2 separate regions of the Mus musculus genome follow, and region 1 is linked to region 2. A link is a contact called in public Hi-C data. All regions are on one chromosome and are shown on one strand. Each heading gives the region's core, a stretch centred on a gene start, on an enhancer-like site or on the middle of the called end of the contact. The rest is flanking DNA. Distances are from core to core; before and after follow the strand shown.

Region 1 (2,700 bases), core at 170-2,669, 150 kb before region 2:
AGCCGCAGAACTGGGGAGGCAACCACGTTAGCTGAATTGGTGAGCTCTAGGCTCAATTGAGAGAGGTGGTGTCTCAAAAAAATAGTGTGGCAAGATACAGTGGAAGGGACACACACATGATTGCATAGTTGGCAGGCCCCAGGCCATGGAAGAGCCTGTCTTAAAGAAACAAACGTGGTTGTTTTCTAAGAAAGGGCACCTGAGGCTTCATCTGAGAACATGAAGGTGTGCACTCATGCACATGCGCACACATGAACACCTGCATGTATATCACACACATACACAGGGAGCTCCCATATCTAACTTTAAATGCCTTAGCAAGTAGGGCATAATGACTGGTCGTGTGTTGAGTGGAGGTGGTGAGAATGTGGATGTAAATGGTACCGTGTTTCTACTCTGTGTCTGGGTGAGTATGTCATGACCTTTAGAAAAGGAAAGCCCACCTACCTGTCACTTGCAGTGTCTGTTTCCTTCCATATCAAAACCTAGACACTCTTTTCTTAAGAATGGCTGTTTGAGCTAGGCAATGGTGGTGTATGCCTTTAATTCCAGCACTCGGGAGGCAGAGGCAGCAGAGCTCTGTTACTTTGAGGGCACCCTGGTATACAAAGCAAAGTCTAGTTAAGGAATTAGGGCTGTCAATTCAGGGCTACACAGAGAAACCCTGTTTCAAAAAACAAACAAACAAACAAACAAACAAACCAAAATAGAGTGAGGGGCTGAGCTTAAGGACTGCAGTCTGGTCTTTAGGTTCTAAATGCACAGTGGCTGTAAGGTCTGGACAGCTTGTAGGGTAAGGGTCAGTCTCTGGTCACCAGGCTGGCTAGCAAACACCTTTGCCTGTTGAACCATCTCTTCAACCATGCATATTTTGATGTGGCTTATTAACGCTCTTGCACACTAGTGCCATTGTCACATTGATGGTTACTTGGTGCCACAGTGTGGCCAGACTGGGCAGTTGCCTGTCAGTTATGCAGCGTGGACTGTGCACAGCTATGCATTTACAGAGACTGTATTTTCGTGTGTTGTTTGGCTGTCAAATCAGGGAGTTGTTTATTAGTCATTATTTCTCTTTTTCATTTTAGATAGACTTCCTGGATTCTTTATATCTAGTTAAGGAATTAGGGCTGTCAAATAACTATGTATGAATGGACCAAAAATCAGAGCAGGATAAATGGGTCTGTTTACTGCTCCTGCTGATCTTGGCCTCCCTGAGACTAACACTTCAGACAGTCCCTTGACAGACCCCTTAGGCCTCACGGAAACAGGAGGAATGGTCCTTCCTTCCCTGTGATTCCTACACAGTCAGGCCATTTTTGTTTCAGGCTTATGAGGCAATTTGGCTTTAGCTTTATTTGATGATAAAGATTAAACAAAATGCGCAAAGTGTTTACCGACTTTTTCTGTTGGAATTGAAACTACTTGCCTTGCCAAGTTCCTGGTCGGCATCCTGGCCCTAGTTTTGTTGTTTGTTCATTTTGTAACCCTGAGGTGAAAACCATTTTTTTTCCTTTTCTTTTTTTTTTTGTTTTTTGTTTTTTGTTTTTTTTTTTGTTTTTTGTTTTTTGTTTTCTTTTTTCCGAGACAGGGTTTTTCTGTGTAGCCCTGCTGTCCTGGAACTCACTTTATAGACCAGGCTGGCCTCGAAATCAGAAATCCGCCTGCCTCTGCCTCCCAAATGCTGGAATTAAAGGCATGCGCCACCACTGCTCAGTGGTGAAAAATATTTTAAGTGCTTTATCTCTGCCTGATAATTGGTGGAAAAAAGAAGCCAAGCACCAAGTATATGTTGTTTGTTTGGAGGAGGGTCTTGCTCTAGAGCTGAGGCTAGGCTGGCACTTGCTCTGCAACCAGAGCTGCTCTGAACCTCTGACCTTCCTGCCTTAGTCTCCCAGGTGCTGGCGCCATGTGCCACTCTACCTGGCAGATCTGTTGTTTGTGTTTTCCTCCTTCATTCTTAAAGCAATAGAGGCAGATTGCAAGAGTGTATCGTCTATCTATTACTGGTGTTTCCTTGTCCCTGAGATTTTTGTTAAGTATATATTTGATTTTTTCCCCAAATACCAACTCCTTTTTAAGCCAAACCAGACTGTGGCCCTTTCGCAATTTCTAATTGTTTTCTAGGCTTTAAAGGCTTTTAGAAGGTAAACCCTGCAGGAAATAGTGACCTCTCTTTATTTATACTAGTTCTTTGTGTGTGTGTGTGCGTACGTGTGAGGATGTGTATAGTTCAGCAAATAACTTTGGAAGCTCTCCTTGCACCTCCTGAGGATCCCAGGGGTCAAGCACAGGCCAGCCAGGCCTCACGGCAAGCACCTTTACCTCCTAGATGGTTTCATCTATCCTTGTGCTACTTTTTATAGTACAGTGTTTCGAGATTTTTTTATTTTTTTATTTTTTTTAAAAGATTTATTTATTTATTAATATATGTAAGTGCACTGTAGCTGTCTTCAGACACACCAGAAGAGGGAGTCAGATCTCATTACGGATGGTTGTGAGCCACCATGTGGTTGCTGGGATTTGAACTCTGGACCTTCGGAAGAGCAGTCAGGTGCTCTTACCCACTGAGCCATCTCACCAGCCCGAGATATTTTTATAAGAGACTTAATTTTGATGACTGGTAGCACCTGGTCGTCTATGTCTTAAAGCAGCAAGTACTTGTGCTCACTGATTGTGGGACTAGAGAGTTGGCTGAGGGGG
Region 2 (2,700 bases), core at 184-2,683:
CACTCTAGGCCAACCAGAGTTGACTGGTGCCTGAATTGTCTGGTGAGACGGCTGTACTTTGTCTCAAAAAAGCCAAGGGTTGCAGCTGTGACTGCTGCTCAATGGTAGGGGCATGTGTCTCATTTGTAAGGCCCTCATTTTCATTCCCAGCCCCTCACGAGAAAATGTTGGTAGGGAGCTTTGCTGGTGGGATAAAGAGAACATAAAACTGAATCCTAACTGCTTCTTTGGGAATCATTGTGTTGTGCTCCCTAATGTAGCAATATTTGACACCAAAGTGTCTGAGGAAAGCTTTTGTCCTGCGTATTTCAGTACACTAAGTGCACCCTGAGCTTAGTGCTTTTCTTGTCTGCTTTGGAACATGAATTCCTTATCTCCCCGGGCTTAGGTTTCTCACTCTGAAACGTGTAATTAACACTTCAGCCATGAGTTTCTTCATTTTTCCTTTACTTTTACATTTTTTAGCGTGATGATTGTACAAACTTGCTGTTCAGAATCGATGCTGCTCTCAGGTTTAGTTATGTGTTACTTGCCCCCTGTCCATGGTCACTGTTTGGTTGCTATGACGAGGCATAATGACGAAGGCAGCTTTGTAAAAGGAAGCTTTTAATTGAGCCTCACCTAGAGTTTCAGAGGTGTAATCCCATGGTGTGGAGCATGTCTGTATCCTTGCTGCTATTGGAGCAGTCGCCGAGAGCTACATCATGATCTGTAGGCAGAGAGCGACAGACAGACAGACAGAGACAGACAGAGACAGAGACAGAGAGAGGCACACACACTGGGCTTGGCATGGGCTTTTGAAACCCCTAACCCCCAGTGACACATACCACTTAAGGCCTCCTAATCCTTTAAATTAGTGCCATTCCCTGGAGACGAAGTATTCAGAGTTTAGGGGGCCATTCTTACTCAAACCACCATACTCCCCAGCCCTTTTCTTTGATGTAGAGTATGTATAAATATGTCCATAAGGAAAACACTTGAAGCAGCTGGAGAAATTTGAGCTGAAATGTTAAAGAAAGAAAGAAAGAAACAAAGAAAGGAAGGAAGGAAGGAAGCAAGCAAGCAAGCTGTACAGTGACTATCGTTAGTGTTTTCATGGACAGAAACTCTTATCACCAAGCTCCTGGTGAATGATTGTGAGCATTGAAGCGCCAGTGTGGCTCGAGAGTGATTGGGTAAGCTGTCCTTAATACTGTAGGACTCCAGGGCTAGGCCAGAGAGAACCCTGGACTACTTTGTCTGGACACAGTGTTGCTCTAAGCTTGTTTGGGCCACAGGATAGCTGTAGAGTACAAGAGCTCCTTTGCCTTGAGGCATCAACATCCAGTGTGAAGAGGCTTCTCCGTATTTGAAGCACAGTGAAGTACAGGGAGCATGTGGTGGAGGTGGAGTGGGGTGACAGTCACTCCCGATCTGCTCCTTCGGGTCCCTGCAGTCACATGCTTTATGTCTTTCGTAACTGTTCCTAAAAGTCTGCATTTTACCAAGTTAATGTATTGCTAAGGCGATTGATTAGACATCTTTTTAAAGTTGACATTTAGAAGTTAATGAATAACTGATGGTAGTGCCCAATTTTCCAGCAATAGCAGTTAAAGAATGAGTGCAACCAGGGCCACAGAACCTCATGAAGAAAACCATGCATGTTCTCCTTCATACGGGAACTCAAGCATAAGCGTAATATATGGCCTATGTGCAGTATAGCATATATGTAAACAGATATGTAAACATGAAGAAAGACCAAGAAAGGCTAATGTTGGGGAAGAAGAAAGACGGGCTAGGCAATGAGTCCAAGCTCCGAAGGGAGGCCTGACCTCATCCCTTGTCTGTTCCTGGCTCGGACTCTGTTTTTGATGGTGGATAAGTACACGCGGCATTTGATAGTGAACTGTACACTCCAATGTTCTACAGCTTCTGTTTGAATGACTACTGCTTAGAAGTTTATTGTAAAGACTTGGGACTGGCTAGTTTTAGTATATGACTTTTTCTAGTGTCATTTTTTTTTTTAATAATAAAGTTTAAAATTAAAAAAAAAAAGGAGTGAATTCGGCATGATGAAGCTTTGAGACAGTTTATTTATACTCCCTTCTGTAAGGCAGAGGGATGCTTTTAATGTTCAGATTTTTTTCCTTCTTCATTTTTAAAGACCAGGTCTTAGTACATAAAGCCTTGGTTTGGAACTTGCTCTGTAGACCAGGATGGCCTCACAGACGCCTACCTTCGACCTGAGTGCTGGGATTAAAGGCATGTACCACCATGCCTGGCCTGACATTTTGGTTTTTAAATTTAAAAAAGAGTACAAATTGCTTTGTTAATAAGTATTTACAATTTTCTATATGTATTTATTGATGTAAGCTTACAGAAGCATTAGACAAATGAAGAGTGTCATTATGGAGTTGAAGTGTTAGTCTTCTGATACCTGTCATTTGGCTTTCTCCTCTGATCTAAGTGTTTTTTCTACAATGACTTTGTTTCTGAAGAAGGCGTCAGAGGTCGCTCCTCTCTTCATTGGTTAATTAACATGGTTAATTACTATTTTATTACTATATTGGCCATTTTGTGCCAATATAAACATAAAAGACTGCATTTCCTTTCTACTAAAGAGAGCCTTTGGCAGGGCTATCGGGTGTTGTCCCTTTCAGGTAACGTGAGAGCAGGTTCCGTGCTTGTTTCACCCCTCCTGTGGCGATGGCACATTGCTGT

Evidence for each region. Hi-C and Micro-C count contacts between places; a contact is called where the count stands out from the background.
Region 1: a contact with region 2 is called in a Hi-C map of liver, with 5 times the contacts expected there. The contact joins two enhancer-like sites. A contact is called at or near these places in 1 of 484 Hi-C or Micro-C datasets (liver) and 2 of 9 other capture datasets (adipose tissue and pancreatic islet).

Annotation. Positions count from the first base shown.
Region 1 is chr2:125,763,455-125,766,154 of GRCm38.p6, reverse strand. All of the region lies in intron 7 of Secisbp2l (SECIS binding protein 2-like), which reads left to right. Among named protein-coding and RNA genes, the nearest start is that of Secisbp2l, 18 kb to the left of the region's middle. Within about 2 kb of position 1,419, at least 4 of the 459 cell types and tissues checked have an H3K27ac peak or open chromatin away from gene starts, as enhancers often do. A contact at or near this core is called in liver, where this site is marked.
Region 2 is chr2:125,614,769-125,617,468 of GRCm38.p6, reverse strand. The region is part of intron 6 of Cep152 (centrosomal protein 152); the gene reads left to right. Among named protein-coding and RNA genes, the nearest start is that of Cep152, 9.0 kb to the left of the region's middle. Within about 2 kb of position 1,433, at least 9 of the 459 cell types and tissues checked have an H3K27ac peak or open chromatin away from gene starts, as enhancers often do. A contact at or near this core is called in liver, where this site is marked.